Linked DNA regions of Mus musculus: all the other regions are linked to region 6. Evidence: chromatin contacts called from public HiChIP or PLAC-seq and promoter capture Hi-C data. All regions are on one chromosome and are shown on one strand. Each heading gives the region's core, a stretch centred on a gene start, on an enhancer-like site or on the middle of the called end of the contact. The rest is flanking DNA. Distances are from core to core; before and after follow the strand shown. Region 1 has its middle 20 kb from the start of Ier5l. Region 2 holds the start of Fnbp1 (formin binding protein 1). Region 3 has its middle 17 kb from the start of Cstad. Region 4 overlaps Ptpa (protein phosphatase 2 protein activator). Region 5 holds the start of Miga2 (mitoguardin 2). Region 6 holds the start of Prrx2 (paired related homeobox 2). Region 7 has its middle 7.0 kb from the start of Gm14487.

Region 1 (2,700 bases), core at 199-2,698, 390 kb before region 6:
TGGGGCAGTGGGTGCCCTGCGGGCGTGAGTGGGTGGGAGGTACAGTCGAACCTTGGAGCTGGATGAGAGGATTCCCACTGCCGGTCCATGCTGGACCCATGAAGGGCACTGCTGTGCTGACACGTGGGTCCAAGGGAGCTCTCAGTGGATGGGCATGTCCCTGCCCGCCATCCGGAGTCAAGGGGACCTTTGGAACAAGCTGGATTGTGCAGCTTGTGTTTAAGAGTCTGTATGTAGCTGGGCGGTGGTAGCCCACGCCTTTAATCCCAGCACTCCGGAGGCAGAGGCAGGCGGATTTCTGAGTTCGAGGCCAGCCTGGTCTACAGAATGAGATCCAGAGCAGCCAGGGCTACACAGAGAAACCTTGTCTCGAAAAACAAAAACAAAACAAAACAAAAACCTACGTTTAGATGAGTTCTCTGCAAGGTGCTTACTGTTTCCAGTAGGCGAGCTACAGGAGAGGAGGATGTTGACCAGAGAGCCTGTCACACAGCAGTCCCCACTCATCATAAACCAGCTAGGAGGCTAAGAAAGTGATGTAGTGGGCCTCTGTGGGTTTGTAGGAAGTGGGGAAGCTCCCTGGCATCTGGGTAGGCGCTGGCCTGGAAGCTGGTATCACCTAATGCCTTGGCACAGATACCCTATGCAGGCCAGGGAGGTTTGCGCTGCTGGGGAGAGGTGGGGAGACTAGGTGGTGAAGAAGAGGGAAGGGGTTCATTGAACCTGGGTCCCATCACCTTTGGGAGGAAAGAGTAGGCTCTGAGGAAAGACGATTCAGTGAGGGTCGCTGGGTTTGAGGTGCTGATGGCAGCATGTTGGACACGGCTGGTGAGGGCTGGCAGGGCTGCCATCGATCCTAGGGAGAGGGAGAGTCAGGCCATGGGCTCTCAGGCTCCTTGCCATCCTTCCTGTTCTTCACGTTCTAGCCACGCTGACTGCTCTGTTCTTCTCACTCTCTGACTACTGGTTGATTTGACCTTTTACCCCCATTGGGGAGCCCCCTGGTTCTTTGGGGCTCAGTTCAGGCTTCAGTTGATTGAAAGGCCTCATGTAGCCTTCTAATCCAAGCTGCCCCTCCCACTCCACGAACAGACAGGCTGAGCTGTGGAGGCTGTGCTGCGTGTCCCAGCTTTCTGAAGAGAGGGAGAGGCAGCACTATGCACCACTATCACTGTCCCTGGGGAACCTCAGACAACACATTTCTCAGGGTCCTGAAGTGGAAGAGATGTGGGCTGGAGGGAAAAGAGGACCCCAGTGTGTCTCTTGGCTAGTGACTAACAGGATGCATGGAGCCAGGGATGCAGGCCAGGACTGAGCTCGTCCACTGGCCCAGTGTGGGCAGAGCCCTCTGCTCCCTGCTCTTTGTGGGAGCTGGGAGGCTGCAGTGAAGCAGCCAGACATGGCGCACCCTTTACTCATGACTTACTCTAAGCAAACACTGGAAATACCCTTGTGTTGAACAGTTAGGGCTTGTTAGAGGCTGGTGGAGCAGGCACAGTGGCTGTCGGATGATGGGCTTCTATGTTTCTTTTGATAACAGGCCTGTGGCCTGTTAAGTGGAGCAAGCAGCTAAGAAGACCAAGAAACACACATTCCCTTTTGGTAGAAGGAAATCCATATCCTTGGCCTCTGTCGCTGTCCACCAGTGTGGGCATAGGTGGCAGCGTGCTTACTCTGCCTGTGGAACCAAGGGTTTGGGGATTCTGCCTGCTTTCCTGCTGTCAAGTATACTTATAAAAATGCTGAACACCATTGACCCAGCAAAGAAAGAGATTGCAGGCCTTCCAGCTGGCTTTCCCCTTTGGTTGTTTATTTGAGACCAAATCTAACTGTATTCCCTACCTTACATAGAACTTCCTATGTAGACTAGACTGGCTTCAAACTCACAGTGGTCCACCTGCCTCTGCCTTCTGAGTCATGAGCTTCCATATGGGGCTGCTTTTCTTTCTTTGAAGTCTCTATCTACAATGCCTACATATTAGTTTGGTTCTTAGATGGAAACTGATTGGAAAACTCTCATAAAGAGTCCTGAGGAGCGACACACTTTTGTCGGGGTGTGTGTTTGAAGCCTCCCTGGCCTGGCATGCCCCCAGGGACCCAGCCTGGCTTTCCGGAGCCTTCTGATGAACCCATTAGACGCAGCTTCAGTCTTCAAGGTGAGGGCTCTTGCCTACGAGTAGAGTGGGAGGTATGGGTAGAAGGCAAGACAACATGGCTGCTTTATCCAACACTGACTCTGTGGTGCGTCCAGCTTCATCCACACGATTCTCTGCCCCAACAGCTCTTTGGTAAGGAGGATCTGACACAGATTGTCTGTGGCTCCAGGCAGCCCACGCACAGGCTGCACTTGGAGCTGATAAGCCAGAAGCCATGCCCCATGTGGCTAAAGTGCTGTCTCCTCAGTCAGTGGCAACTTCTCCATCAGGACGGGACCTTTGCTCATCCCAGAAAACCCTCCTGGTCTAAGTGTAGACAAATCCTGTTGCTCTCATTATTTGCTTGAGACCAAGTTAGAGTATTTCAAAAAGGGACACTGGAATCCCAGCCCCGGGGGAAGAAGAGGCAGGCAGCTCTCTGGGAATTCTCTTTCTTTCTTTCTTTCTTTCTTTCTTTCTTTCTTTCTTTCTTTCTTTCTTTCTTTCTTTTCTCTCTTTCTTTCTTTCTTTCTTTCTTCCTTTCTTCCTTCCTTCCTTCCTTTCT
Region 2 (2,700 bases), core at 167-2,666, 300 kb after region 6:
ATGGGCATTTGCCCCGGTCACCTGACATTTTGACAGCCGAATGAATGGGAACCCCTTTGACAGAGGATGTTTATGAAATGAGTTATCTTGGGAGCCAATGCTCCCGGGATTTTAGTATTAGCAGAAGCTACTGTAGTCTAAGGAATGGTTATGTAAAAACAATCAAGGCAAAGAAAATAATTTAAGGGGGATGCACAGCATTTCCCTAATTGCCCTAACCTTATTTTGACACGGCATTTCTTGGCCTCATCTTGGATGGCAACACCACCCCATACTTTATCCCTCCACACCCTTCACAAATGGAATTCAGAAAGGTAGTCAGCGGGCACTTAGGATTCATCACTGAGAAGGACTGGTCTCGGGCACATTTCAGCGCAGTAACCGCGGTTTCTTCCCCACCTTCACCCAGGCCATTGCACCGCACGCCTATGACCAGCCTTTCCCCGTGCTCGAGTCCAGAGGAAGGCAGGGCAACAGGCCCTGCCCCTCGGCCAACGGCCTCCCTTTCCCGGAGATGCCCTGAGAGCTGTCCTGGCGTCCTCTGATCGCCCTCGATGGGACCGTTTCCAGATACAAGCTGATCACTAACCCACCTGCACCCCCAAAGGAAGGATCCTCGCAAGATTATCCCCTCTCGAAACCGTTTCGTTTCCTCTGGGCAGCAGGACAGAACCAGGTCCCCGGCAATCGTCCCTCCGTGCTATCTTATGATCTCCCCTACCGCTGTCCCCCTGCGGACCAAACACCGCAGCCCCCCTCAAATTCAGAATCTGAGCTGTCTCCAAGATACAAGTGCGCTCCAACCGCCTCGGGGCTAAAGTCCTCACTTTCAGAGAGAAGACCTTACCTCTCGCTACCGGTACCCCCGAGACCCGAAACCCTGCGCCTGCCAGGCCGCCCCGCCCCCGGGAGTAGCGCGGGATCCGCCCGCACCTCCAAGCGTATAGATCGGCCCCAGAGCTCCGGCCAGGGGCGCGCGCAATTACGCAGCCCGGCACAGCGCGGGCCCCACGCCCCCGGGGAACGCCCGCGGGTTGCCGCTCCGGGAGCCCGGACCCAGCTCCACGCCGCCCCGAGGCCGCCGGGGCCACCCGATCCGCGCTCCCTCTTTGCTGGGCGACGACGCACGCCGAGGCCCCTCGATGCGCCTCCCGCCCAGGCCGCCCGCGGCCCGGCCCCTCACTCACCCAGAGCTCAGTGCCCCAGCTCATGGTGCAGGGACCGGGAAGGGGCCTCCGACCCCCTTCGCCGGCGATCGCTGCGGCCCTCCGAACCTTGTGAATGCGGAAAGCCCGCCGCTTCCCCCGGCCCGCGCCTCCTCTAGCCCGAGCTCGCAACCTCTCGTCGCTCCGCGCGGAGCAAAATGGCCCGAGGAAGCAGCAGCAGCGACCGCCGCAGCGCGCCCGCCCCGCACCGGAGCTGAGGGGCGGGATGGGGCGGGACGAGAGGCGGGACGGGGCGGGACCGGACTGACAGCTCGTGCATACCGTCCCGCCCACAGGCTCCCTTTGGCGCAGTTGCCCCGGGGGTCTGGAAGGACGTGAACCCCTGGGGACTCCTGCTCGTCATCGGTATTCGGCAACCAGCGAGCCCAACTCTTTTGGGACCTGCGCTCTCTGTCTGCAGACTGGGCTGCTGGTGATCACGTCCCTCCATCGCCATCTGCCTTCTACCCATCGCGCCTAGCGCTGTTTTGCATTTCAGAACTTTCGCCAGGTGGCCGCCGACGCCCACCTTAGAAGCTCCCGGAGTGGCTTCTTCCACTATCCAGACACTGTGGAGGCCCAAAGAGCTCGGCAGCGCGCGCGTAGGAGTGGGGCCTGGGACCGTGACGTCGGTGCACAGTGTACATAGGACGTTGAAGGGAACAGCAATCCAGCAGATCCAGGAACCCAGGGAAAGAACTCGGGAATGTGAGCCCAAAGAATTATAACCAGTGCCTTTTTCTGCCTATTTGGCCAGGAATCTCGGCAGTGAAGTTGTTACCCTGCTGAAGGACAGCAGAATCTCTGAAGGGCCCACAGGGACTTTGGAGGGTTCAAATTCAGCCTCTGCACTCTTTGGCTGGGTGGTCTAGAACAGGTTTCACCTCTATCTGGGGGAGAGCCTCAGCTGCCAAAAGGAGGCAGTGTCTACCAGTCCAGGCCTAGTGATGTGAACAGAGGAGGTGAACTGGCCAGTGGGTGGCTGACGCAGAATGGGAACCATCTCATTAACTCTTCCAAAACTCCACAGAATGTCATTTCTCACATGCTGTGGAGAATCTGGGGGCTTCCAACTGTCTCCTCAGAATCTTTCTTTCTCTGAATTCCGAGACCTCTCCTCCAGAGTCGTGACCCTCTTCTACACAATTCTCCACTCCCTGTTATCCTGAACCCGTTCATCTTTTTCCAACAGTGAGTTAAATCTCCTTAAAGGGTGAATCTCAGCCCAGTGTGTGCCGTCCCAGACCTAACACTCCTAACCAGTCCTAACACTCCTGAGGCAGAGGTAGGAAGACTGCTGCAAGTTCAAGGCCAACCTGAGCCACATAGTAAATACCAAGTAGGATGACCTGGTCCACAAAGGGGAAAACCTCAGCTAAAATAAAATAACAATGGTAAACAATAATGGTGAGGTATGGAGGCAGAGGCAAGTGGATCTCTATGAGTTACAGCTACATAGTGAGATCCTGTCTCAAAAACCAAAACTAAGCACAAA
Region 3 (2,700 bases), core at 179-2,678, 270 kb before region 6:
CAAGCTGCTGAGGCTTGGGGATAGCCTTCTGCGGTAGCCAAGCCTATGGAGGGAAGACTCAGTCACCTCCTCTCAAGTTTTAAAGACTTTAAAACCATTTTCACCCATTCCTGTATGGGGGTTTGAGGACCATTCATGTGTCTATAGTATATTTGAATAGACAAATTTAGCTTGAATCAAGTTGCCCATTCTCGACCTTGAAAGCATTTGATTATTAAATATACCTTATTTTTTTAAACATGAACTCGTGGAGGTGCTGTTTTGATAGCTCATTAAATAAATCTAGTGGCTAGAAAGCCGGAAGGTAAATTCTGGGCCGAGGCAGCTGGTAGAAGAAGAAAGAAACAAACAGTATAAATTGGAGTTGCTTGCTGTGAAGGTCTGACTTTTCCATAGCAAAGATGGCTGCCAATCACGTGACTGCCCTTAACCAAGATGGTGGTGAAGCCACAGTTCCTTTTTCCCAAAGTCAAGATGGCGGCCAAGCACATGCTGTTTATTGACTGTGGCCAGCGTGGGTGATTTAAAATGTTCGCTCACCATTACTGTTGAAGTCACCACTGCTGCTGCGGGGGCTGCTCATGAGCAGGAGAAGGGTGGAGGCTGGGTGGGGCTAGGCGGTACCTGGAGCCCTGCGCTCAATGAGGTGAAGGAGTTGAGGGGCAAGAGTGCAGTTGCCAAAATTTGAGACATTGGAAGTTCAGGCCAATTTGGGTAAATTTTGCAGCAGACATACAAGAGGCATCTGCGATCAGTTTTAGACCCAGCATTTCCCAGAGATCCTGAGACTATGGGAACTGGCGACCCATTCAATAGTCTGGGATCTAATGGTTAATATGGAGGCCGTAACCTCAGACCAAACGTCTTTGTATCAAAGATTTCCCCAAACAAACACCTGTTCTTTGCTATCTCTGGTGAGGCCCTGACTCGGCAGGGAAAGCTCCAAGAGCCCTGGACTGGAAAGGAGCACTTGTTGCTTGAGGGCTTCTGGGAGGTAGTTACTCACAGAGGCTGAAGTTGATGTTTCCTGTGGAGAGAAAGAAGCGGTCCCTCCGCGAGGCCAGGGAAGAACCCAGCCATCAGACTGGGCACTCAACCTTTCCCGGGGTTTGGCACTATCTGATAAATTATTTCTCAGCTGGTGAGATGAGCCAATTCAAACCAGATTAGATTATATTAAATGCAGATTTATTGGGAAGTTGCTCTCAGGCAGGCAAATTCACTAACTCCCAAGGAAGGAGGCCAGGGGAAGCCACCATGGGGAGGGAGGGGAGGAGAGGGGGAAGAGACAGAAAGAATGAGTGTAGAGAGGGGATGGGAGAGACCAAAATGTCTGGATTATATAGAGAGGAGCCTCTGGAGGGAAGGGCAACCCAGCCCCAGGGCTTGAAAGCTCGGGAGTAGGATCAGGGTGTGCCAGGTAGGGACTGAGGGATGATGGGAGAACCTGAAGGCCCGATCTGCTTTTGATATGTAAAATATGCACCTCAGCACCTAGTCCCAGGGTCTGAAACCAAACAAGACCTTGCATCATAAAAACCAAACCAAACCAAACCAAACAAACAAGCTAACCAACCAACAAACAAAAACCCCTAAAAGCTATTTTTGTTTTGTTTTGTTTTGGCTTTTCTGACCTACAAGTTATTTAGGGGAGGAGTTGTTTAGTTTCTGAGTCTTGGAAGTCCATTCTGGTATTGCTTCCTACTTAGAGTCTGTTACATCAGAGAACACACTCTAAATGGTTGTATTTCTTCTAAACTGACAGGTTTATTTGAGGCTAGGATGTAGCCTTTAAAACATGTATGAATGTATGTATGTATGTATGTATGTATGTATGTATGTACTTGAAGACCTACACCATACCACACATGGAAGGCAGAAAACAACTTTCAAGGGTTCATTCCTGCCTACTCTGTAGTAGATCAAACCTAGGTACCAGGCTTGGCCACAGACCCCTTTAACCTCCCGCACCATCTTGCTGGTCCAATGTAAGCCTGTGTGTTCTGTGCCCTTGAAAATAGTGTTATTCTGGCTGATACAGAGTTCCATAAATGACAGGGAGATTGCAGCTGGTGGCCAGTTTTGAGTCATGGTCCTTTGAGTTGAGAGAGGGTTTTGCAATCATACATTTATTCATTTCTCTCCCCCCGCCCCCCCGCCCCCCCACCCCTCACCCCCCACCCCCTTTGGATTTTGCTGACACTGTCTCAGGCACTAGACTGTTGCTGTCTTCTTGGTGGGTGAGTCCTGCATTCTGTGTTCTCCCTTGTTGTCTCTGTAATCTGTCATTTTGCTTCTGCATTGCTAAGAGAACCACACCCTTTTGATTACCTTTTGCAGTGTTAGAGTTTGGATGGCAAATGTCTTCTTCAGGCATGTGTGTTTGAACACTTGATTCAAGGAGGAGGAGGAGGAAGGGTAACTGAGGGGAGGCCTCTAGGCTTTATGGTCTAACCTAACCATCTGCTTCTTCTCTGCTTCCTGCTGCAGATGCAGTTTCAGCATCCAGCTTCCTGCTCCTGTAGCCTCTTCAGCTACCACATCTTTCTCACTAGGACAGAATGACGCTCTCAAACTGTTAGACACAATAAACCCTTTCCCATCAACCTGTGTTTACTGGGGTTGTTTGTTTGTTTGTTTGTTTGAATCTAATGGCATGAAAGTATCTTGCAGTCCATACAAACCATGCCTTGGACTTTG
Region 4 (2,700 bases), core at 150-2,649, 410 kb before region 6:
AGTGGGTGCTGCGAGACTCTGCCCCCAAGGTTTTGGTCTTGGGAAGAAGTTGCCTCTTCGGAGCACTGGGAAAATAGAGCTTTGGGTCTCTGGAGAGCAGCTGTACTCACAGGCCAGGCAGGGATGCCTCCAGCTCCAGTTGGAGAGATGCTATTTACTAATCTGTCACTCTGTGAGCACACCACTGTCTGGGAGGGTGCAGCCTTAGGGCCCCCCCCCCCCCCCCCCCCCCCCCCCGCTGCTGCACTCTGGTGATACGTGGCCTTGGTGTCTCAGAAGATAGACTTTAGTTAGAAGTCAGAACTTGGAAGAAAGCTAGCAGTAGCTAAGCAAGTTGCAGCAGCCTGGGGTCAGTGTTTGCAGTGCTCCTACCACCCAAGCAAGCTGCAGAGCACCCCCCGCCCTCTGCCAGGCAGGCCCGGCACGCTCGGGAACGCTGCTCTCCCGGCCTCTCTCCATTACTGTTGCAGACATGGGTTTTATTTGTGTTTGGCGTGCATGTTTGGGTAGTCTCCTTTACTTGACCTTATGTCGGTCAGGTTCACTGCTGTCACTGGAGACGGATCCTTTTCTTTGTTGTGTAGTATTGTGTTGCAGAACTCTGTGTGGTGTATTTATTTTGGGACATTGTCGTTGAGTTTTTATGTTCTGACTGGGATAACTAATGCTGTTTGGAACCTTCCCGTGCATGTCATGGCAGACTCTAGCCTGCATGCTTACTGCTCTGGGAGTGGACCCAGCAACTATGGGGATAATAGGCTGGACATCCCATAATCTCTGTAGACCTTGGGGCGCATTGATGCCTTATCTTGCTCCCAAGTCACCCTAGGAGTTCCCTCCCCTTTTCTAGCTTCTCAGAACTGGGAAGCAGGCGAGCCTCGATGCCTGGACCCCAGGCAGATGCTTCCCAGTGGCTGCCTGCTCACCCAGGTGCTGCCTAATCTGCTGCCACCACTGTGTGTCTCTTATGTTATCAGGAAGCAGAAAACTTGGTGGCCACAGTGGTCCCCACCCACCTGGCTGCTGCTGTGCCTGAAGTGGCAGTTTACCTGAAGGAGGCTGTGGGGAACTCCACACGAATTGACTATGGCACAGGTATCTGCTGCTGAGGGCTCTGGGTGATGGGGACCTTGCTGCTTTCTTCATGTTGCCTGAGCTGCTTTCTCTATGCTCCACACAGTCTTGGGGGGTCTCTGAGAAAGCAACAGTTTGTCAGGCCCCTGAGAAGTAGGGAGGGGTGTGTGTGTGTGTGTGTGTGTGTGTGTGTGTGTGTGTGTGTGTGTGTATGTGTAGGGTGTATGGGTGTATGGGTGTGGGAATGTATGGGTTTCAGCAGTGTTGTTGGGAGGGATAGTGACTGCTGGCTCTATCTTATGCCACCAGGTGGTGCTATTGCCACAGGCACGACACTGCTGAGAGTTGGTTTCTGTTCTTGGTGAAGCTGGCTTCTATTTAGATGCCTCATCACTCTAGAGATAGTTTATTGAGCACTTACTAAGGGCAGATGCCTAGAGAAGAAAAACCTTTGATAGCCCACTCTCTCCTCACCTCTCTTGTCTCTCAGCCATTTTCTTTGTGCTGATGATCTTTGGCTCTGTCATCCATTTTGGCTAAGCTGTTGCAGGGACTTTAAAGAGACGTGGTCTCTAGGTTGAGATAGCCTCCATAGTCCAGGAGACCCATTGTGATAAGGGCTTCCTTTCCTCTTTTCACTAAAGTAGGCATTTGAGAGATGTGCTGTCTCCCGCTTGGTTGGGAAGGAGAGCTAGAGGGCGCACGAGTGTCAGCAAGCCCTGGGGAAGGCGTGCCTGGAGGCAGAGCCTTGGAGAACTTTGTCCTCTGTTCCTCTTGCTGCTGACAACAGTTCTGAGACTCTGGGATATGGGGAGCTTTGATTAATGCCCAACTAGGAAAAGAGTTCTGGGGCATGGGGTAGCCTGGCTGTCATTTGGAAATTTATTTATTTATTTATTTTAGCTTAGTTTCATTTGTTTATTTGTTTATTTATTTATTATAAGTGAGGGCCTCTTTAGGGGTGGTTGTGAGCCACCATGTGGTTGCTGGGATTTGAACTCAGGGCCTCTGGAAGAACAGTCAGTGCTCTTAACCGCTGAGCCATCTCTCCAGAACCCCATTCGGAAATTTATAGGTGACCATAATTGAGCGTGTGTGCATCCATATCTGGCAGCTGTCTGGTCTGCAGAGGTCGCTTGAAACACCTGGCTGCACCTCCCTCCAGTTGTCTTACTACATAAGGAACAGGATCTAGGGTCTAGCCAGTGCTCTGTGCAGAGCTGACTGCTGCTGGGTATGACTAGGAGAGGAGGGTCCTCCTCCCTCGTGATCCCTCATCAGGGCTCACGCAAGCTCTTAGCATGGCTGTTCACATCCATCTGGTCAGAGCCGCCTTCTGTGCCCTCTGCTGGAGGCACACTGACTACTTACTGTGGCCTTTGTGTGCTGTTGCTTCTGGCTAAAATGATTTCCTACTCTCCTTTGTGCTGGCCACCTCCCGTTCCTCTTTTATTTTAAACATTATTTCCTTAGGAGAAAACCTTGAACTCTGAAATTAGGGTCCCCCTAGGATGTGCCTCAGTTACCCACTTGTCTCCCAAATAGCTAAACTCAAAGTAGTAACTATATATTTAATATTTAATGTCTGTGGTCTCTGACTAATCATGAGCTCTTTGAGGCAAGGAC
Region 5 (2,700 bases), core at 180-2,679, 480 kb before region 6:
TCTTTACTCTGTACTTACCAGGATCTGTCTGTAGCTGGCCATAGTGACCATTCAGACAGCATCCAGCTCTGTCCTGTTAAAGCCATTTATAATTGCATGTCTTTATTCAGTAACTCACACTGGCTGAAAAGGATCAGTAACTGGAGGCTGGAGAGATGGCTCAATTGGTAAGCCCAGTGTATTGTTCTTGCAGAGAACTAGGGTTCAATTCCCAGCACCCACAGAATTCCTCTCAGTTGTAACTCCAGTTCCAGGCGATCAGAGGTCGCCCTCTTCTGGCCTATATAGGCACTACTTGCACCTTTTACCAAAAAAGTTCACTTTGGCCTTTATTTTTTTCCCCTGATATTCAAATAATAATTATTTACTAATTTAGAATTTGGATGTAGCTGGGCAGAGTTTCACATGCTTGTATATAATTCCAACACTTCGCCGGGCAGTGGTGGTGCACGCCTTTAATCCCAGCTCTTGGGAGGCAGAGGCAGGCAGATTTCTGAGTTCGAGGCCAGTCTGGTCAACAAAGTGAGTTCCAGGACAGCCAGGGCTACACAGAGAAACCCTGTCTCGAAAAAGAAAGAAAGAAAGAGAGAGAGAGAGAGAGAGAGAGAGAGAGAGAGAAACCCAAAAAACCAAACCAACCAACCAAACAAACAAAAAAAACCCCAATAATTCCAGCACTTCAGGCGATTGGAGGCAGGAGGATCAAGAATTCAAGATCAGCGGGCAGTGCGGTGGTGACACCTGGCTTTAATCCCAACAGAGGGCAGGAGTTCCAGGACAGCCTGGGCTACACAAAAAAAAAATCGCCTCAGAAAATAACAAAACAAAACAAAAAAAACCAAAAACCAACCCAACCAACCAAAACCCCAAACCAAACCAAACTAAAAAACAAACATACAAAACCTGCTAGTCTCCAAAGCATAGATCCTTTAGGAACCCTGTCTCAAAAAAAAAAAAAAAAAAAAAAAAAAAAAAAAAAAATCCAAAACCAAGAAACCAAACCAAACCATGCATAAATAAGGGTTGTAGATGTGCGTGTGCGTGCATGCGTGTGTGCCTGTTGGTGTGAGAGTATGTGTAGCGCAGGAGTTTGGTAATCAGGTGTGACATCCCAGTGACAACAACGCTGAGGACCAGCGTGTGGCAGAGACTCTCTAAGCAGCTGCTTCCCAGAAAGCCCCAGGTGTCCACTAACTCCACCGCCTTTTTAGTGTCCGTGTGTCTGTCTAATCCTAGTGACCAATCGGAGGAGAGAAGAGGACATTCCACACTGCAACCACACTTAGGGGGCGGTGCGAAAAGCGAGGGAGGCGGAGTCTGCGTGATCACGTAGCTCACCCCATTGGCCAAGGGCCTCGCCGATGCGGAGCGATATGGAGACGCTCATTGGTCAGAGCTGTGTTGGCCGGCCCGAGGCCACGCCTTCCCCATCCAGCGGCGTGGTTTGGTTGTATTGCCGCCTGGAAAGGAGACGCTGCCCTTCCCCAGCGATGGGATCCCTGGTGAGTGACGGCCACTGCGCGGGCGACCAGATCAGCAGGGCTAGAAGCGAGGCTTGCGGAGCATGGAACCCGGCCCACGCCGGGGTCTGCGATCCAGCCAGCCCGCGAAGGTGTCCAAGGTGGGATGAGTGGATCCCCTGGACCAGGCGGCTCGAGAGGATGCGTGGCTCCGTGGGTGGAACGAGAAAGGAGCTGGGTCAGAGAGGAGACTCCCGGGCCTGGAACGCTGCGAGCATCTAAAAGTATGGTCGCGGGCACCTCCCCCCCCAGGTGTGCCGGCTGTGGGCAGCGCTGTATGTGGACAGCGGTCAAGGATGTCCTAGGGAGGTCGGGGCCAAAGCAGGAAGGTCCCTGCCCAGGCTCCGCAAGGAGCAGATACTGAAGCTTGGAATATTGTTGATGTTCACTGTGGGGTTGCCCAATGCCCGGCTGCGTGGGATCCCACAGAGATGTGCAGGGGTGGGACAAACAGGACATGAGGCAGAGTGAGCTGTAGTACTGCCTGGTTCTGATAACACAGCCAGGTCAAAGTGGGACGAGAGAATGCTCAGGCCAATTAGTAGGGTTGGCTTGCACAAAAGAGGAGGGCCTGGATTGGAAAGCCGGGATATCAGGCCTAAGGTGCCAGGGTGGAGGAGCAGATAACCTACCTGCTCAAGAATGTGGAGCAGGATTGGTGGCCAGCATTAGAATAGAGAGACAGGTAGGATATGATGATGAGCTTGGACCCTTCCTTCCTCTTGGGCACAGACAAGGCTAACTGGACTCACCTGCAAACAGATGCCAGGCCTCCCCTTCCCTCTCTCCTCCTGCCTGGATCCTAGAATAGGCTCACCTCTAATACCAGGTGGCCTTCCCAGACGTTCAAGGCCCTCAGGTTTGATACAAGCAAGCAGCAGGCAATGGCTAGGGTGCTCGGCCCAGCCTCGGTCCTCATCTCTCAAAGCCTCAGTATTCCTATCCTTGCGTGCTCTGAGAAGGACTCCACTGAGGCCTCACAGAGAGCTAGTGCGCTGGCTTGTTGAAATGCTCTGAGAAGTATATCTCCTGCTATTTGATGTCCTTGTCTCTCACTCAGTGCCCTGCCAGGCTGGAGGCACATCATAGCCCACTTAACCTCTAGGCAAAAATGTACCCTGCCCTTGACAGTGTGGCAATTTCTTTAGCCCTTGAACCTCACTCTGCCTGCCAGCCCTCT
Region 6 (2,727 bases), core at 163-2,662:
ATCTTGCTGTAGGAGCCCTGGGATTACAGGTGCCACTGCGATTGGCCTTTACTTGTGACATTGTGTTCACACAGCAAGCATTTCTCCCTTGCCCTCATCTCCACTTCTTTACTCCTCTCAATAATTTATTCGGCAATCAAGGAAACTAGGGTCTCAGATACTTGCTCAAGGTCCAAGCACAGTCTTGATATTAACACAGGAGGCTGGAGCCCGAGCATTGATGTAGGACATCTCTGCTCATCGTGCTCTGAATGGTGACTACATGAGATGAAGGATACCACTGTGGCCACAGCGCTCCCCAGACCCTAATGCAACGTATATAGGCTCTGGACCTCACTTTGCGCAGTAAACAAGAGCTTGGACAGGCCAACTTCAGTCGTTCTCTGAGCACTAAAATGAGCTTTAGCTTTTCCTGGTCTGTCCTGCAAGGGAACAGGAGCTAGATCGTTTCTCAGACCCTTTGCAATATCCCTGTGTCCTTGGCAGAGACTCAGGGTACCCCGGGGTGGGTCAGAGTCTCCAGGGTGGGTCTCGAGACGGTTTCCTGCTGCCCGCCTCTGACACCCTGAAGACCTCCTTGTGTTCTCTTTGGTGCTATGACTTCATGTCTTTCTGGCAGTAGCAAGGGGAGTGAAAATAGTTTTGGGGTAAGACTTGGGGTATTTGGAGCCCTGAAGAGTCTCCGTTCTTCTCACCCGCTGGTTCTCTGGTCTTTCTTGAAAAAGTTACATAAAAGATAGACCTGGTTTGTCTTTCCCTCCGCTGTCATTCATCTATGATCCTTGCTGAGTCTCTTCCTTGTGCACCCCAGAAGCTCGCCCCTTCCTACTTGGTTGGTCCTTAGGAGAACCTATTCTGGGGACAGGCGCATAAGTGTCACCCACTGCAACATGAGAGAAAAGGCCCAGCCTCCATGCCCGAACCTTCCTTTCGGCATGGAGGGAGCGGGGTGGTCCTCGAAAACTTCTCCTTCTTTCCATCAGTGTGGGAACAATGAGGGACAATCTGGGAAGCGTTCAAGGCCGCTCCTGGCTCCGTAGCAAATTCGAGGCTAATCTGCAATATATGAGACCCTGTCTAAGAAGGAGTGGACTGGAGGGGACAGGATCTGTCAACTTTCTTGGGGTGCCCCACCCCCAATATGCAACAAACAGAGGCGGATTCCCCACCCATCACCTCCAGAGACTCTGGTTGAGATATTTAAAGACCCCTCCCCACGGGATTTGGGCACCCCCTAAACTGCTTCTGGGAGTCCGAGGACCCCGGCCTGGCCCCGCCTCCCGCCGGACGGCGCAGGACGCGGGGAGGGGAGCCAGGGGCGAGGTCCGCCCCGACAAGGGGCGTGTGGCCCGGGCCGCTGGCTAGTGAGCGGTCCGCCCGTAGGGGAGGGCAGAAAGTTCGGGTCCCCGACCGACTGACTTGAGATCCGGCACAGTGAGCAGCGGGAGGCGGCGGCGGCCGGCAGAGGCGCGGCCAGGGCATGGACAGCGCGGCCGCCGCCTTCGCCCTAGACCCGCCAGCGCCCGGCCCGGGGCCCCCGCCCGCACCCGGCGATTGCGCCCAGGCGCGCAAGAACTTCTCGGTGAGCCACCTCCTGGACCTGGAGGAGGTGGCGGCTGCTGGGCGCAGGGCTGCGGGGCCCGTTTCGGGGCCCGCCGAGGCGCGGGAGGGAGCGGCGCGCGAACCGTCCGGGGGCAGCAGCGGCAGCGAGGCGGCGCCGCAGGACGGTGAGTGTGCGGCGTGGGAACCGGGCAGGGGCGGCGGGACTCGGACTACAGCACTCCGGGTCCAGGGATCCCTTCCTTAAGTAACTCGGGCTGAGGAGTTCACTGGCTGCAGGATCCACTAGCTCTGGAACTTTTAGTTGGTGGAGTCTTTGGCTTGTGCGACTGTGACTGTGGGATCGGCGGATAATGGGACAACACACACACACACACACACAGAGAGAGAGAGAGAGAGAGAGAGAGAGAGAGAGCTAGCTCCAAGATCCCAGCTACAGAGACCATGGACTGCAGGACTAGTGGACTGTTGAACCCTGGCTGTGGGATCCCTGGGCTGTGGGGACACAGGGTTTGCGAGACTGTGGCTGTGGACCAGAGCAGCTAAAGGAACCCCCTAGCTGCAGGATCTCAGCTGTGGGCACTGGAGGACTGGATTGTTCACAGTGGGAGCCACAATCACAGAAACCACAGTCCAGTGGTGTGGTGAGAGGTGACCTGCTGTTGTTTCAAAAGTCCCTCCTTCAGGGGAGACCCTCTTTGAACCAGATCCACTTACAATCTTGAGGATGTGTGACTTGGGGAAAGCTGGCTTCCCTTGCACTCCATACCAGCCTACCCTCAGAAGCTGGTGCCTTTGCTGCTGGGGGAAACTGAGGCTGTGGAGAGGCCGAGCCACTAAGCCAAACTTAGTCTAGGACCTTCAAACTAAGACAAGTCTTCAGAGGGTTTGTGGGGTGGAGATATCTGCACAACCACGCCCACCAGTTTGGGGTGGAGGATCTCTCAGGACAGCTAGCTAGGCCTATTTCCCCAGCAGAGGTTAAAGGTCATCTGGAAGGGGCTTTAAAAACAACCAGTCCACCCAATACCACCACGCGCGCGCGCGCACACACACACACACACACACACACACACACACACACACACAAAGTCACACAGGATTATAAAGTCCTCAGCTCAGCTTTTCAAAGAAGAGGGAGTTTGTGTGGGGAGCTGACAGAACAGG
Region 7 (2,784 bases), core at 28-2,527, 320 kb before region 6:
CAGTGAGTGTGCCTGGCTGTACCCTTCAGAGGCTCACATCCCAACCTTGCTGTCCTCCAGTGACCCCTGTTGACACCAGGCTGCTGTCATGGTGTTCAGGCTGGAGCTTCTGCCCCCGGCTCTAGCCAGGGGCTTTCTTAGTAGTGACCATCCAGTTGGAAGGGCTGTTCTTTCCATGGCTCCAGGCCTCTGGGTTCTGTGATGTCTGCTTGCCCTGGAGCTGCTGTGGCTACTGTCTGTTCACAGGATTGTGGCCTGCTTACCCATGATGCTCGGGGCAGCCTCTGTGTGGCAGACTGAGGTCTGGATTATTTTCATTTCTCTTCAACCTGTGGCTTGTTGGCATCCATCAGTTCTAGAGACTCATTGGCTGGCTAAGCTACCATCTCAGTCTATGTGGTTTGGGGATAGAGCCCAGGATCTCATACATGGTAGGCAAGGGCTCTATCCACAAGTCATACCCACAGCCCATAGAATCACCTCCCCCCCCTCCCCCGGTTTATCGAGACAGGACTTCTTTGTGTAGCTCTGGCTGTCCTGAAACTAGCACTGTAGACCAGGCTGGCCTCGAACTCACAGAGATCTGCCTGCCTCTGCCTTCCGAGTGCTGGGATTACAGGTGTGCACCACTACCATGAGGCAAGAATCATCTTTAAACATTGTTTCTGTCTACTTCCCTTCTCTCTGAGATTCAATTAAACCCTATCTTTTTTTAGTCTGTTTTTTCCCCCAATCTCTCCATTTTATGCTTCTCTGAAATGCATTTTGGATGTTTTGTCTTAGATGTTTATTTTAGAGGTTTATTTTATGTGTATGAGTGTTTTATCTGAATGTATGTATATGTGTCTACCGTGTGTGTGCCTGGTGCTCTCAGAGATCGGAGGAGGCTGGAATTACAGATGATTGTGAGCTGCCGGGTCGGTGCTGGGAACCTAACCTGAGTCTTCCGCAAGAGCAGCAAGTGCTGAAGAGCTGAGCCATCTCTTCAGCTCATAAACACTTGAAGCATTTTCACATGCCTCGGGTACATGGGGAGGTCAAAGGACAGCTGGCAATCAGTTCTCTCCTTCACCACGTGGGTTTCATGGATCAAACTCAGGCGTCCGTGCTTGGTGGCAAGCCATATTGCTGGACCTGGATATTTCCTTCTGACCTATCTTCTTTTAATCTAATTCTTTCTTTGGCTGAATTGAATCCATTCTCCCACCATCCCTAGATTGTCTTTTCATCCCTTGTTTTAATTGCTTATTACTCAGAGAGGAGATGGAGGGAGGAGGAGGATGTGAGTCACAGGGAGCACGACCCACGATGCCACAGGAAGGAGCTCCATTGATGTGGCTGAGCCCATGGTCCCCAAAGCTTTCGTTCTCCAATTTCAAAGACTGCAGGGAGCCCTAGGGGCTCTTAACTCCTGAAAGGAGGAGGTCTCTGAGTTCTTAAGTGGCCATGTTGTGTAGCTCTGGATGTGGGGTCCCTAAAGGCAGATGGAACACAAGCGAGTGAACAATCCACAAAGAACTGATATCGCAAACTTGCAGCTCTTTGGTTTAATGGCAAGACACCAAAATTCAGATGTGTACAGCACCATCAGCAATGAGTCAGAAATAAAATCTCAGGGCTTTAGTTTATTTACGTACTGGCTTATCATATCGCTGGAGAGCAAATGCAACTACCTGTATGTGCTAGGCTGCTGCTCTACCACTGAGCCACATCCTTGACCTCTGCATCTCCTCGCAGTCATTGTCACAGTCATTGTCACAATCACGTCCAGCACTTCTGGTCTTATTTATCTTTTAATTTTGTGTCTTTATTTGCTTTTATTGTATGACTGTTTTGACTTGCATGTCTGCCTGTCTGTCTGTTCACTGTGTGTGTGTGTGCCTGGTCCCTGTGGACAGAAGAGTGTGTTAGATCCCCTAGGACTGGAGGTACAGAAGGTTGTGAGCCACTGTGAGGGGCCTAGGAACTGATTCTGGGTCCTTTGCAGGAGCACTGACTAGTGCTCATCAGCACCAAACATCTCTCCAGGACACCTCTACTCTGTTCTTTTATGAACTTGCTATATTGTCTTATAGCATTTTTAAAATTAATATATACACACTCTGAGGCAGGAACTTGTTATGTAGCTCAGGCTGGCCCTGAACTCACAATCTTTCTGCCGCAGACTCTTGAGTCACCACACCTGGCTGTTTCTTGTTGCTTTGTGTTCACAGGTGATCGTACAAACTTGCCTTTTATTGGATTTATTTCTTTGAAAACCTTTGGCCAGGTGCAGTAGCTCATACCTGTTGTCCCTGTGCTGGGAAGGCTGTGCTAGGAAGATTGCTGTGTGTTCAAGGCCGGTTTAGGTCGATATCATTATGGAGTGACATCCTGCCTCAAAAACAAAACAAAAAGTAGAGGAGGCTTATCAGGGGGTCTGATGACAGTAGTTCAATCCCTGGGACCCACACAGTGAAAGAGAGAGCTGACTCTCACAGCAAGTGGACCTCTGACCTCTATGTGCATGCCTTGGTACACACACACACTCACACACACATATATACACACAATACACTCACACACACTCACATATACATATATACACATATACACATTCACACATACATATACACACATGCACTCACACATACACTCACACACACATACATACACTCACATTCTCCCCTCACACACATACATACATGCACACACATTCTCCCACACATACACATACTCACACAAACACACACATACACACATTTTCTCACACACACACTCATACTCAGTCGCACACTCTCTCTC

What was found. HiChIP or PLAC-seq counts read pairs in DNA pulled down with a chosen protein or histone mark. Capture Hi-C pulls out chosen DNA fragments and counts their contacts.
Region 1: a contact with region 6 is called in a FOXA1 HiChIP or PLAC-seq map of pancreatic cancer cells. The contact joins the enhancer-like site here to the promoter of Prrx2 in region 6. A contact is called at or near these places in 10 of 39 promoter capture datasets (the C10 cell line, the HPC-7 cell line, cranial neural crest and 7 more), 4 of 484 Hi-C or Micro-C datasets (bone marrow-derived macrophages, cerebellum, embryonic stem cells and 1 more), 23 of 115 datasets of contacts at active chromatin or transcription factors (the HPC-7 cell line, the NIH/3T3 cell line, VIP interneurons and 18 more) and 4 of 9 other capture datasets (adipose tissue, embryonic stem cells, liver and 1 more).
Region 2: a contact with region 6 is called in an H3K4me3 HiChIP or PLAC-seq map of embryonic stem cells, with 13 read pairs. The contact joins the promoter of Fnbp1 here to the promoter of Prrx2 in region 6. A contact is called at or near these places in 1 of 484 Hi-C or Micro-C datasets (CD8 T cells), 3 of 115 datasets of contacts at active chromatin or transcription factors (embryonic stem cells and pancreatic cancer cells) and 1 of 9 other capture datasets (embryonic stem cells).
Region 3: an H3K27ac HiChIP or PLAC-seq map of embryonic stem cells shows a contact between it and region 6, with 5 read pairs. The contact joins the enhancer-like site here to the promoter of Prrx2 in region 6. A contact is called at or near these places in 5 of 39 promoter capture datasets (cranial neural crest, liver, maxillary cranial neural crest and 2 more), 2 of 484 Hi-C or Micro-C datasets (bone marrow-derived macrophages and erythroid progenitors), 1 of 115 datasets of contacts at active chromatin or transcription factors (embryonic stem cells) and 3 of 9 other capture datasets (adipose tissue, liver and pancreatic islet).
Region 4: a contact with region 6 is called in an H3K27ac HiChIP or PLAC-seq map of embryonic stem cells, with 6 read pairs. The contact joins the enhancer-like site here to the promoter of Prrx2 in region 6. A contact is called at or near these places in 10 of 39 promoter capture datasets (the C10 cell line, the HPC-7 cell line, cranial neural crest and 7 more), 12 of 484 Hi-C or Micro-C datasets (the G1E-ER4 cell line, LSK cells, bone marrow-derived macrophages and 7 more), 20 of 115 datasets of contacts at active chromatin or transcription factors (the HPC-7 cell line, the NIH/3T3 cell line, VIP interneurons and 16 more) and 3 of 9 other capture datasets (adipose tissue, liver and pancreatic islet).
Region 5: a promoter capture Hi-C map of pancreatic islet shows a contact between it and region 6. The contact joins the promoter of Miga2 here to the promoter of Prrx2 in region 6. A contact is called at or near these places in 3 of 39 promoter capture datasets (the C10 cell line, cranial neural crest and pre-B cells), 2 of 484 Hi-C or Micro-C datasets (CD4 T cells and nephron progenitors), 6 of 115 datasets of contacts at active chromatin or transcription factors (bone marrow-derived macrophages, embryonic stem cells, fetal liver and 3 more) and 3 of 9 other capture datasets (adipose tissue, liver and pancreatic islet).
Region 7: a contact with region 6 is called in an HNF4G HiChIP or PLAC-seq map of pancreatic cancer cells. The contact joins the enhancer-like site here to the promoter of Prrx2 in region 6. A contact is called at or near these places in 5 of 39 promoter capture datasets (the C10 cell line, the HPC-7 cell line, cranial neural crest and 2 more), 1 of 484 Hi-C or Micro-C datasets (bone marrow-derived macrophages), 2 of 115 datasets of contacts at active chromatin or transcription factors (bone marrow-derived macrophages and pancreatic cancer cells) and 3 of 9 other capture datasets (adipose tissue, liver and pancreatic islet).

What each region holds. Positions count from the first base shown.
Region 1 is chr2:30,452,438-30,455,137 of GRCm38.p6, forward strand. No RefSeq gene overlaps it. Among named protein-coding and RNA genes, the nearest start is that of Ier5l, 20 kb to the right of the region's middle. Within about 2 kb of position 1,449, at least 31 of the 459 cell types and tissues checked have an H3K27ac peak or open chromatin away from gene starts, as enhancers often do. A contact at or near this core is called in pancreatic cancer cells, where this site is marked.
Region 2 is chr2:31,140,592-31,143,291 of GRCm38.p6, forward strand. Fnbp1 (formin binding protein 1) reads right to left here and starts at 1,417. Exons shown (of 17, transcript NM_001177648.1): 1 at 1,188-1,417. The coding sequence starts at 1,211.
Region 3 is chr2:30,576,788-30,579,487 of GRCm38.p6, forward strand. No RefSeq gene overlaps it. Among named protein-coding and RNA genes, the nearest start is that of Cstad, 17 kb to the right of the region's middle. Within about 2 kb of position 1,429, at least 9 of the 459 cell types and tissues checked have an H3K27ac peak or open chromatin away from gene starts, as enhancers often do. A contact at or near this core is called in embryonic stem cells, where this site is marked.
Region 4 is chr2:30,434,587-30,437,286 of GRCm38.p6, forward strand. Ptpa (protein phosphatase 2 protein activator) reads left to right here. Exons shown (of 10, transcript NM_138748.5): 5 at 978-1,095. Among named protein-coding and RNA genes, the nearest start is that of Ptpa, 20 kb to the left of the region's middle. Within about 2 kb of position 1,400, at least 39 of the 459 cell types and tissues checked have an H3K27ac peak or open chromatin away from gene starts, as enhancers often do. A contact at or near this core is called in bone marrow-derived macrophages, embryonic stem cells, fetal liver and 2 more, where this site is marked.
Region 5 is chr2:30,362,804-30,365,503 of GRCm38.p6, forward strand. Miga2 (mitoguardin 2) reads left to right here and starts at 1,430. Exons shown (of 16, transcript NM_001242407.1): 1 at 1,430-1,502.
Region 6 is chr2:30,843,955-30,846,681 of GRCm38.p6, forward strand. Prrx2 (paired related homeobox 2) reads left to right here and starts at 1,413. Exons shown (of 4, transcript NM_009116.2): 1 at 1,413-1,727. The coding sequence starts at 1,481.
Region 7 is chr2:30,526,379-30,529,162 of GRCm38.p6, forward strand. No RefSeq gene overlaps it. Among named protein-coding and RNA genes, the nearest start is that of Gm14487, 7.0 kb to the right of the region's middle. Within about 2 kb of position 1,278, at least 28 of the 459 cell types and tissues checked have an H3K27ac peak or open chromatin away from gene starts, as enhancers often do. A contact at or near this core is called in pancreatic cancer cells, where this site is marked.